Regions from separate parts of the Zea mays genome. Here all the other regions are linked to region 1. Evidence: chromatin contacts called from public Hi-C data. All regions are on one chromosome and are shown on one strand. The core of a region is the stretch at or near the end of the contact, and the rest is flanking DNA. Distances in the headings are between cores, read along the strand shown.

Region 1 (3,537 bases), core at 682-3,181:
CGACGTGGTTGTGCATAGCGTGGCTCACCTGTCGTCACGAGCCCGCATCACTTGTCGTCGTGCGTAGGCATACACCCAGTATGGTGTACCTGTCGCGTCCTTTCCAATATACGGTCCACTGTAGAAACTCTGGTGCTAAGGTCTCTACATGTCCGGGGTTGACTGGCCCCTTAAGGCAATAGGGATACATTCCGGATCATACGCGGGGGTGTACAATCGTGTCGATAGCGACCCCCCGGCATGCTTTCGGTGTGCCAACATATGTCCGGATGTGGCCTGGGGGCGACACGTCTTGTCCTTGCTAATGCGGGTCGACATTACTTGAATGGGACCTCCACCTCGCCGAGTTGCTCGATGGAGACGTAGGGAGTGTTTGGTTGAATATACAAGGAGGGATGGAAGGAGGTGGTCACAGTTTCTATAGTGTTTGGATGAGAGTCACGTGTGGGCGAGGTAAACACCGGAGTAATTTTTGGTGGTAGCATGATCTCAAAAAATCGAGTGGACGGTGTCGGCCCGCCTCATCTTACTTTGACCTCAAACTAAATACATCACTAGTCAGTCGCTCCGCCTCACAAGGTTGCTCAGTAGAGATCTAGTCGGACACTCCGCCTCGCAGAGTTGCTCGGCGAGTATCTAGTCGGTATTCGTACCGTTTCTAAAAAGGTCATGGGCCTATTTCGGGTATCAGCACCCGACAGATACGATCCGCTAGAGCACCTTTGGTTTACCAGGGAAAACGAGAAGCGAATCAGGCTATAAATGAGGTGTTTGGTTTGATGAATCACTCTATCCAAAATGAAGTGGTGCATCATAGGTCCATTCCTCAAATTTGGTGGGATGACTCCATTCTACATATTAGTACTAAACAACTAACTATGAGGAATGAGGTGGTGATGGATTAACTCACTCTATTCCACAAACCAAACAAAAAAGTGAGGAGTGAAAAAATGATGGACTATATCATTTCTCAAACCAAACACTCCAAGTTTGTCGAGTGGTCTGGACTCTGGTGGATTGGCCGGAGTGATCGGACGCTTCATCTACCGAACTAGTACGAAATTTTGGGTGCAACTGTCGGGCTGGTGCCCGTGGCTTTTGGCACGTACACTACACGTCTTCACCCGCTGGATAGTGTGAAATGTGATCCGCCAGGGTTGACTGACAGACAGACATGTCGGACAATTGTTTTTTTAAACAATGTCGGACAACTGTTGGAGGCAGCCGCGGTCATGGAACAGAATGCCACCGGTTTTTGTCCTACGGCTGGCCCTGTCATCCTGATCTTGTGTGTTTGATCTTGTTGTGTCCTTGCCTGCCAAATTGCTGTGCTAAACCTGCGGCAGAGACAACCAGTGTGCCGCCCCTGGCCCTGGCTATGCGGATTCTTGGGAGCCACGGTATTTGCACGATTCCCTCTGCCCTCTTTGCATACCAAAAAATCTAGTACTCCAGTAGTAGTACATTGTGTGTCCTGCACTTGACCAATCTCGCTGCAGCACTTTTAACGTGTACTACTACTGATTAACTTTTGATGAGCGTTACAACAACCATGGCACAACCTGGTTTGCGCACACTACTACCATGGCCCCTCTCGCCCCCAGTCCATACCAACCAGCCCAATCCAATTCGGCCTGCAATGGTGGTGACACACAGGGGATAGGAGACCAAGACGATTTGCCTTCTGGCCCAACAGCCCAAAAGTTCACGGCCCGTTAGTTCAACGGTCTCCCTCGCAACAAATCTACACCGCACATCCTGCATCCTACGGCGCAGCCTCACATTCGTGACGCGTTGGGGACACGCGGCATCTCCCCGTTCGCTAGCTACACGTGGAGGTGGAGCCAGGGACCCGGGCCCTCTCCAACTCCAAGTCTTGCGCGGAAGCAACGGCCTGTCATGTACCTCGCCCGAAATCGCCGAGAGCCTCCCCTCAGTTTACGCCGCACGAACCGACGCACTAGACCGACCCGCGAATCCCCCGCGCGCGCGCCGTGCGGTCACCGTCCGAGGCCACGGCACCGCCGGCCCCCGCCCCCGCCCCGGCCGCCAAGAGCAAAGGCAAGGCCGACGCTTCCTCCTCGTCGTCCTCCTCCTCCACTCCACCGAGGTCGCGCCGCGCGCTTGCCGTCGTGATGGCCGCGTCGCTGCTCGTGCTCGCCGTGGCGTTCTTGGTTGGCTCTGGCTCCGGGGGGATCGATGGGGGCGCAGCGGCTCCCGTCGAGGTGGAGGGCACCGAGGTGCGCATCTGGACCAGGACCTTAAGATCTACGGTGGAGGGTTATGGGTTTGGGTGCGATTCTGATCTAGATCTGCTTGCAGGTGGCCTACGGTAGTGTGATCAAGCTGATGCACGAGAAGACGAAGCACCGTCTGCACTCGCACGATGTGCCCTACGGCTCAGGCAGCGGTCAGCAGTCTGTCACCGGGTTTCCTGAAGGCGATGACTCAAATAGCTACTGGGTGCGTGTCCTTCTCATGATCTGACCCTTACCGGTTCATAAAATAAATGTGTCCTGTTTACTCGTTATTATTTTAGAGTTCAGATGGTAGCATTGAATTGAGTTTAGTGTTCAGTGCATTCTTGTTCAGAACGCAGTACTTTGATCAGTTTGTTTGAATTTAGCGTGCAAACATTGCTATTGTTTGTCAAGAGAGAGCTAATATATATTGGGATGAGCAAGAACATAGGATTTCTCTGAAAAATATGTAATGGCAGGTCAGCAGTACTGGTAGTTCTTTGATGAAACAAGTAAACATGCGCAGAAAAAAGTTCTTATTGCGAATAAGACAACAACAACAACAAAGCCTTTTAGTCCCAAGCAACTTGGGTCTTATTGCGAATCTGATTTTTTTTAAATTTTCTGATTCGCTACAGCAGTGATAGTTTGGTCCATATATAATTTTCAATTCAAATAGCCAGCTAACCAATGAGCCGGCGTTCAATGTTTCTTAAGATCTAGGTCTGATTGAATGCAGATCATAAGGCCCACTCCAGATTCATCGTCTAAGCAAGGTGATGCCATCGAAACTGGTGGCATCATCAGGTTGCAACACATGAGGACACGGAGGTGGTTGCACAGTCACCTGCACGCTTCACCGTTGTCTGGTAACCTTGAGGTTAGTTTGATATCAATCTCCCATGTTGTAACATCAATTAACAATTAAAATCCTGTATATTATTTGAACAATTGAAGTTAGATTGTAAGATAAAAATTTTCTTTCTCCATTTCAAACTATATGTTGTATTATCTTCTGTAGATACATAGTTTTGACAATTTATTTAGACATAGCATATATCTAGCTGCATAGCAAAAGTTGTGTACCTAGAAAAGGAAAAACGACCTACCTGATGCAGTGGAAAAACGACCTACGATATTCTCTTGAAATTGCCGTGGACCTTTTAATGTCTCTGACTACATGATGCAGTTTTGTGTCAAATCATGTCAAATTAGGATCAAGCATGAAATCTTGAAATATTATTAGATGGAATGTTTATGTCCTTCACTATCCAGGTCCAGGTTCACACATGTAGCA
Region 2 (3,537 bases), core at 289-2,788, 780 kb before region 1:
CCCAAGCACGGCCATCTGAATTTCGTGCCGAGGCCAACCTATTTGGACAAGTATTGTATGACATGTGTTTCACATTTAACATAATTGGTTGGGTTGTCGAGTATGGCTTGAGTCTTGTGAGCATGACTCGCTGGAAACGGAACTATCATGGGTATCTGCAGGCTTGGCGTTGTATGCGCAGGGAAGCAAACATGAGCTATCCCTTGGTCAATGCACCTAGAGAGTATGGATGGATGTGTGCAGCCAACCAAATCACACTGAAACGATTATGTCTGCACACCAAGATAGACAACACAAATGCAAGAAAAAAATCGTAAGCGTTTCTGTACTACTGTCTCTGCAGTTTTTAGAAGCAAAAAATGCGCACCGGATAAAGTTCCAAAGACAGCCGGTGTTTACATTATTACGTGTGAACTACAGGATCAGGATCGGCTCACCGGCCCTATTCAGCATAGCTATCCAGTTCACCGTGCTAGCATGCTCAAAAATCCTGCACGCCCCCATATAGTATTTTTTTTAAAAAAAAATGGAGCCTTGTGGACTATGGAATGAGCACAGCCATGTGGAAGGAAGGAGGACCAGCCAGAGCCAGCATGCGGGGGTTAAGGTTAAGCAAGCTGACTGTTGACAGGCAAACTGGACCAGATTTCCACCGTGGCAACTCACCTTTCAATAAATTTTAGTGTAGCAAACTGTGCTTATCAGAATAAGAAGCTTCTCTCCCTTCCAACACTTCGCAGTGGCACGCACGGTAGCTAGTCAATAAACATATGGATAAAGTTACGCTGCTGGTCACAGGCCGTCACTGTCTGTATGTAACAGAAAATAGTTTCTGAAGAGAAACCAAGCAGTAGTATGATTGTATGAATCTCTCTCTCACACACACACACACTCAAATTATTTTGGAATCCCAAAGTACAAACTGACAAAAAGTAGGAATATATCTTGAAGGGGGTTTTTAGATCCAGATACTGGAGGAACGTATCTTGAAGTTCATGCAGCAGATAAAAGTAAAACTACTAGTTGAGAAGAGTCCCATACCCCCGTTGAAAATTTGAATCCGAAAAAATGAACTTGGGTGTGTATTTATCAGTCGTTCTGTTTGCCTGGGGAGGCTCAAGCTGGTAAACGAAGCACTGTTGCTTATTAGTTTAAGGATTGTTTTGACTGCCGTATTACGTACTCGGGTATTCTAAAGTGTGAACCGAAAGGGACGGAGACAGTGTAATTCCTCCTAGATTGTCCTTATTGAGTCGCTAATCCGCCATTAAAATATGCGATGACAGCTTTCAAATAGAGAAGGAAGTAGATACGGCTATTAAAATCTTCAGAGTGGTGGGCCTCATCCAGTCATTCCAACACTTCATATATATACACATGGTGTGTAATAGATTTCCAAGCGCAATAGTATACAGCTCTCGGCTGTTGTCTTCACCTCGGCAGCTTCATCCCCGAAACCCATTCACAAGATACATACTACACAAGTAGGCTTTGTAGGTTTGTAGGCAGCAGCAGGGCGCCTCCAAGCTTCGTCACTCTAGTAGTCTGTGTAAGACATGGAGGGGGAGAGGAATGACATCAACGTGCAGAGGTCAGACGAGATCCTCATGCCGGGTTTCCGGTTCCATCCCACCGACGAAGAGCTGGTGAGTTTCTACCTCAGGAGGAAGATCCAGCAGAAGCCTATCTCCATCGAGCTTATCAGGCAGCTGGACATCTACAAGTATGACCCATGGGATCTCCCAAGTAAGAAGACACCACTTTCTTCAGAACTTGACCTTTCTGTGGATGCATGTCTTGGAGTTCTATCATGTCTTGGAGTTCTATCATTCTATGAGCTTATCAGGCAGCGGTGAATGATGTTGCATCTTCTGCGTTTCTGACGTCTCAACTGTTCCTGTCCATCGACAGAGCTTGCGAGCACCGGTGAGAAAGAGTGGTACTTCTACTGCCCAAGGGATCGGAAGTACCGCAACAGCGTGAGGCCGAACCGAGTCACAGCGGCCGGGTTCTGGAAGGCCACAGGGACGGACAGGCCAATCTACTCGTCCGAGGGCACCAAGTGCGTGGGCCTCAAGAAGTCCCTCGTGTTCTACAGAGGGAGAGCGGCGAGAGGGATGAAAACTGACTGGATGATGCACGAGTTCAGGCTCCCCTCGCTCACCGACCCCAAGCGTCCGGTCGACAAGACCATTCCACTCAACGTAAGTACTGCCGATTCATCCAAATGCTGTTTTGGCGAGTTCTGAATGAATAATGAAGTAATTTTCTGTGCCACGAACAGGACTCCTGGACTATCTGTAGGATCTTCAAGAAGACCAGTTCCATGGCGCAGCGAGCGCTGTCGCATACCTGGGGGCCTCCACTGCCTGGTGCAACAGCAGAGGCAGACATGTTCGCCGCGCTGCAGTCAGTGCAGGCTTCAGAGTTAGCTCTCGAGAGATCGCTGTCACTGCAAGCAGCGCCGCCTGCACCCGCCGCAGGCCAGTTCACGAGCACGCATGGCCTGCATAGTCAGCACCACCACCAGCAGCAGAAGGGTGTCAACAACCCATCTCTGGACGGCGCCTCTTGCAGGCTCATCAACTTCACCAGCAGCCCCTCCGAGGAGCCCGAGAATTTCCCAATCACCTTCCCTTTCGAAGTGCAGGCACCGCACAGGGCTGCAGCGCCAGTCTTCTTCGGCGCGCACCCTGACAATCGCCTCGGTGGATTCGTGGTCGATTCTTCTGCCGACGTCAGTGGCTGCATCGGCGGCAGGAGCCAGGACTCGTCCACCGGGAAGCCTAGCAGTGGCTTCAGCGCCAACAGCAGCGACTGGGAAACTGCGGGGAGGATCAACTTCCCTTTTGATCTGGGTGCGGATTCTTCGGAGGAGTGGAGATGCAGCATACCCTGGGAGTCCTTCCTCAGCCCAGCTGCTGTCCAGGCTGAGCTGCCACGCTAGGGCTGCGGACTGCGGCTGTTAGCAGTTGCATTGTGCACTACGTACTATCTCATAGGTCACGTTACATGTACAGTCTATAGCTGGTGTGAGTGTGAGCTTCCTTCATCTGTTAGCATTCCTGTTAGCTGCCGAGACATGTTTTTGTTCAGTTTTGGTTAGGAGTGCCGTGTACATACCGTGAGGGTTTAGGCATTGTTAACAGCAAAGCTAACAGACAGAAGGAACCTGTGCTGTACATACAGTACACTACTGAAAATATTGCACTTTCAGTGCGAAAATGCTGTGCAAGTTTGAATACTTTATATATATCAACATGCCAGTATCTATCATCGTCTACGGTGGTCTTGCGTTGCGTGACCTAAAAAGTTAGTTTCTACTGGGGCAGTGGTAATTCACTCCTTTAAAACATCAGTTCTGACGGTGCGTCACGCACAATGTGCACATCTATCCCCCTCTCCCCCACTTCTTGCAATGGGTCGTTAACTCATATATGGGCTATGAGAAACCAACATGATAAGGCGTAGGTCTATTTCTCTCTCCCGCTTCTTCCCTACCAGTATGACGTTAGCCCCTTGAAAAACCAACCAAGT
Region 3 (3,537 bases), core at 733-3,232, 620 kb after region 1:
AAACACAAGTTTTCCTCTACATAGTGTAATGTACTACGTAGATCTGCCATTCACTTGACGGACTCCCTCAAACAAGTGAGCAATTGTCCAGGTTGCAGCCCTGCCATCCGAATTTCCGAATAGCAGATTATTGTTTTGAGTGGCACTCAGCAACCAAAAAAAAACAAGCCATTGATCACAAACTGAACTGAAGAGCGTCTTCCTGTGAATGTGAACGTCGCGATCGTAACCACCGATCCTTAAGATCTAACATCTATGATTAATGTCAAAGACAATTAGGAGAACGACCACTGCAGCAACAGCTAATTGATTGATGGATAGATTCTCTTTTGAGCAGGTGACACAAGAGAAACACAGAATAAGATACTATACTGGAGTTGTTGACGTTGATCGCTACGGTGGACTGATTCCAAGCTGCTCAAAATATCCTGAGCCATTGCCCTAGATTGTAGGCAAATAGATTTGGTGTTGGGTTCATTTCAGTAATTAATGCTAATCCAGGGAAGAAAATTGTTCTAGTAATGAAAAAAAATCACACTAATCGCTCGTTCCACTTAGCAATGGCACTACTGTAATTCAAGCTCAATTCAATCTCTCCAGGCTTTAACTGCACAAGAACACTGCAAACTACAACAGTCCAGAGAAAATTTACCATCACCGCTAGTTGATCAGAACTATGCTGCCGCCGTCGTCGCCGGTGTTAGCTCTTCCAGGCGTAGATCAGCAGCGAGAAGCCGTCGCCGCGCTGCATCTCGACCTCCTCGGGGCTGGCCCAGTCCATCACCGTGGAGCCACTGGCCCACGACGCCGTGGAGGATGCCACGGACGCCGACGACGACGAGCTCTCCTTGGCCAGCCTCCGCCCCCTGCCCTTCCTCCTCTCACCGTTGCTGCCCGTCTCGCTCCAGTCCCGTTGCCCCCACCGCGCGAGGTAGCCTCCCCAAACGCCCGTGTTCCTCCTTGCGTCCTTGCTGGGGGAGGGATTCTTCCCCAAATCCGCCTCGCTCTCCTCGCCGCCGCTGGCGAGTTCGAACCGGAAAACGAACACCGCGTGGGCGTGCGTCGAGGCCTCCGTGGGGGGCGGCTCGCGTGGGGGGAAGAGCCAGTTGTGGAGATCCCAAGAGACCTGGACGCCGTCGCCGCCCCCGAGGTCGACCCGCTCGCTGCCGCGGAACTTCCAGCGCAGGCGCCGGACGTGCAGCACTCGCTCGCCGTCGACAGAGACCGACATGCCGACATCAGCCCGGTCCTTCTCCTTCCCCTTGCCGGCGGTGGCCTTGTCCCTGCCACGGCCGCGAGCCACGAGATCCACGGAGATCTCCCGCTCCTTGCCCTGGACGTTCACCCAGGTGGTGTGGCTGCGGCCTCGGCCGGCGCCCGCGTCGCGTAGCGAGACGTGCTCCCGCCGGGAGAGGAGGACCGGACGCGGGCCTGATGGGCGCCGGGCCCGGGTCCTCCGGTAGGCCAAATCGGTCAGGTCCCCGGCCGCGAGGACCATCTCGCCGCAGACGACGACGGCGACGAAGAAGCCCGATGAGGGCTCGGGGGACCCGGAGACCGGGAAGCGCGCGCGAGAGAGATCCCACGCCAGGTCGACGAGGCGGTCGCCAGCGCGGAACCGTCTGGACCCGCGGCGGCGCCAGAATAGCCATGGGCTGACGCGGAAGGCGAGAATCTCTTCGTCCGCGTCATCGTCGAGGTAGCCCGCTCCGGACGCCGAGGAGGAGGAGCCGGGCGGGGGCGTGGCCGACAGGCGGAGCACGGCGCGGAGGGAGAGGCCGAGCGAGGTCCGGGACCAGGAGAGCGCGACCAAGCCGAGGTGGGTCTCGTAGATGGAGGTCGCCAGGCTGGGCCCCGCCGCGCCCGCGCCCGCGCCCGAGGACGGCGCCGCGGCGCAGCGGAAGCAGGCGGCGATCCGGCTGGGCATCGGTAGCGCGAGACGCCACTGCGAGACGCCACTGCGTCTACGCTAGTCGATTGGAATGCGTGCGCGCTGTGGCGCAGACTTGCAGTGCGAATCCAAGGCGTCAAGGGGTTGCTGGCTTGCTGCGTTCCGCAAGTGGTGCGGCTGGGTTTGCTGGCTTGCCGCGGGACGGTTCGCCTCGGCAAACATATGAGGTGCGTCGCCAATTTTGTCTGATTTCAGTCGGAATTGAGGAAAAAGACATGGAACGAATGATGGAAATTCACGTTTCAAATTAAGCAGTTAGGACATACTAGAAAGCATGGCGCGCCGTTGGCGCTCGCTCTAAGAGACCGTGCGCTAGTTATGGGCTTGTGTCTCAGTATTTTTATCTTAGCCTTTTGGCTTAATTAAATTGTAACGTTTGTTCTTACATGTCATTGTAATGCACATACATTGTACTAGTGTACTCCTATAATCCTCATGTATCGTTGCAGTGCTTAGGCACTACTATAATCCCTCCGTCCCTGTCTGAAATACAGAAGGTATTACAGAAATGCGAAAATAGAAACAAACATGCCAATACGTTGCCTAAACAGGCAAGCGCCAGACTCTTTCGGGCCTGAGCCAATATCTAGTCTATCGGATGAAGACCGAATCTTTGTCCACGATCCAAAACCGAAAACAGAGGTGGGTAGGGTTCTAGCCGCCGGCGAATGCCACAATTGCTATGAAATTTAAACGTCAAAGCATTCTTGGCGTTGATATTGATTCAGGTTTTTAATCCAATCTCCCCTAATAAACTCATTTTGTGGTTGATTCTCTATGTGGTTGAATATTTCTTGAATCGAATTCATTTTATCTTTCCTTGTTAGTTTTAATTGAGACTGCTAAGTGGAATCTGCGAAGGATAATTAATGCAGCAGGATAAGGTGGGTAAAAAAAATATTAAAGCTCAGGAATCATCAAAAATATCCTTCTCAGGAGTTGTTCGCTAGTTATGGGTCAGAGCCAGTTAATTTTTTTATGTATGCATTATATCGTTAGTGGATTGGATAAGGTTTAGGTTTGCAGATCGACCAAGTGGATGGTAGTTCGTGATGCAAAAGCAAATAATGATTGACGAATGCTAATTTTCCAATTATTAATTTTCTCATGTTTTTTTTTGTGAAAAACTTGAAATAATGTGTAGCTAAGCAGAAGCTTTTATCAATTCCTATATACCACCTTTTGGCTTGAGAACTAATAAAAAGAAAGGATACAAGCAACATGAACATATATAATACATGTCTTTGTGGAGCACCCGTTATGGTAGTATGGCAGCTGCCATACCTCAATTTTTATATCTAACTATGAGTACTAAAGCATACATGGAGTAGTGGTTGTGCTTTGGTCGATATTTGATCCCTTTCCAAAAGTTGTACTGTAATAGCAGTAATTTTGCATGAGTATGTGTAGAACTTGAACCCTCCTCCGCTTCTGAAAGAGCTGCGCTATATAAGTTATTTCAAAATGATAAATAATTATAATGACAAAAAAGCTTCAAGTTTTTTTGTATGATAATATCCTCTGTCACGGTATAAAGCTTAAACTTTTGTGGATTGTTCCATCCAAAAAAGAAATAATTATAAAAA

What was found. Hi-C and Micro-C count contacts between places; a contact is called where the count stands out from the background.
Region 2: a Hi-C map of ear shows a contact between it and region 1, with 2.3 times the contacts expected there. The contact joins the promoter of LOC103653477 here to the promoter of LOC100284622 in region 1. A contact is called at or near these places in 2 of 25 Hi-C or Micro-C datasets (ear and endosperm).
Region 3: a contact with region 1 is called in a Hi-C map of ear, with 4 times the contacts expected there. The contact joins the promoter of LOC100216973 here to the promoter of LOC100284622 in region 1. A contact is called at or near these places in 4 of 25 Hi-C or Micro-C datasets (ear, endosperm, leaf mesophyll and 1 more).

The regions. Positions count from the first base shown.
Region 1 is chr4:87,555,694-87,559,230 of Zm-B73-REFERENCE-NAM-5.0, forward strand. It overlaps LOC100284622, which reads left to right and starts at 1,932. Exons shown (of 6, transcript NM_001157517.1): 1 at 1,932-2,240; 2 at 2,323-2,463; 3 at 2,980-3,120. The coding sequence starts at 2,136.
Region 2 is chr4:86,779,352-86,782,888 of Zm-B73-REFERENCE-NAM-5.0, forward strand. It overlaps LOC103653477 (transcription factor JUNGBRUNNEN 1), which reads left to right and starts at 1,539. Exons shown (of 3, transcript XM_008680371.3): 1 at 1,539-1,746; 2 at 1,912-2,204; 3 at 2,285-3,124. The coding sequence starts at 1,557. The coding sequence ends at 2,947.
Region 3 is chr4:88,171,529-88,175,065 of Zm-B73-REFERENCE-NAM-5.0, forward strand. LOC100216973 (DUF868 family protein) reads right to left here and starts at 1,983. Exons shown (of 2, transcript NM_001143353.1): 1 at 653-1,983. The coding sequence starts at 1,927. The coding sequence ends at 701.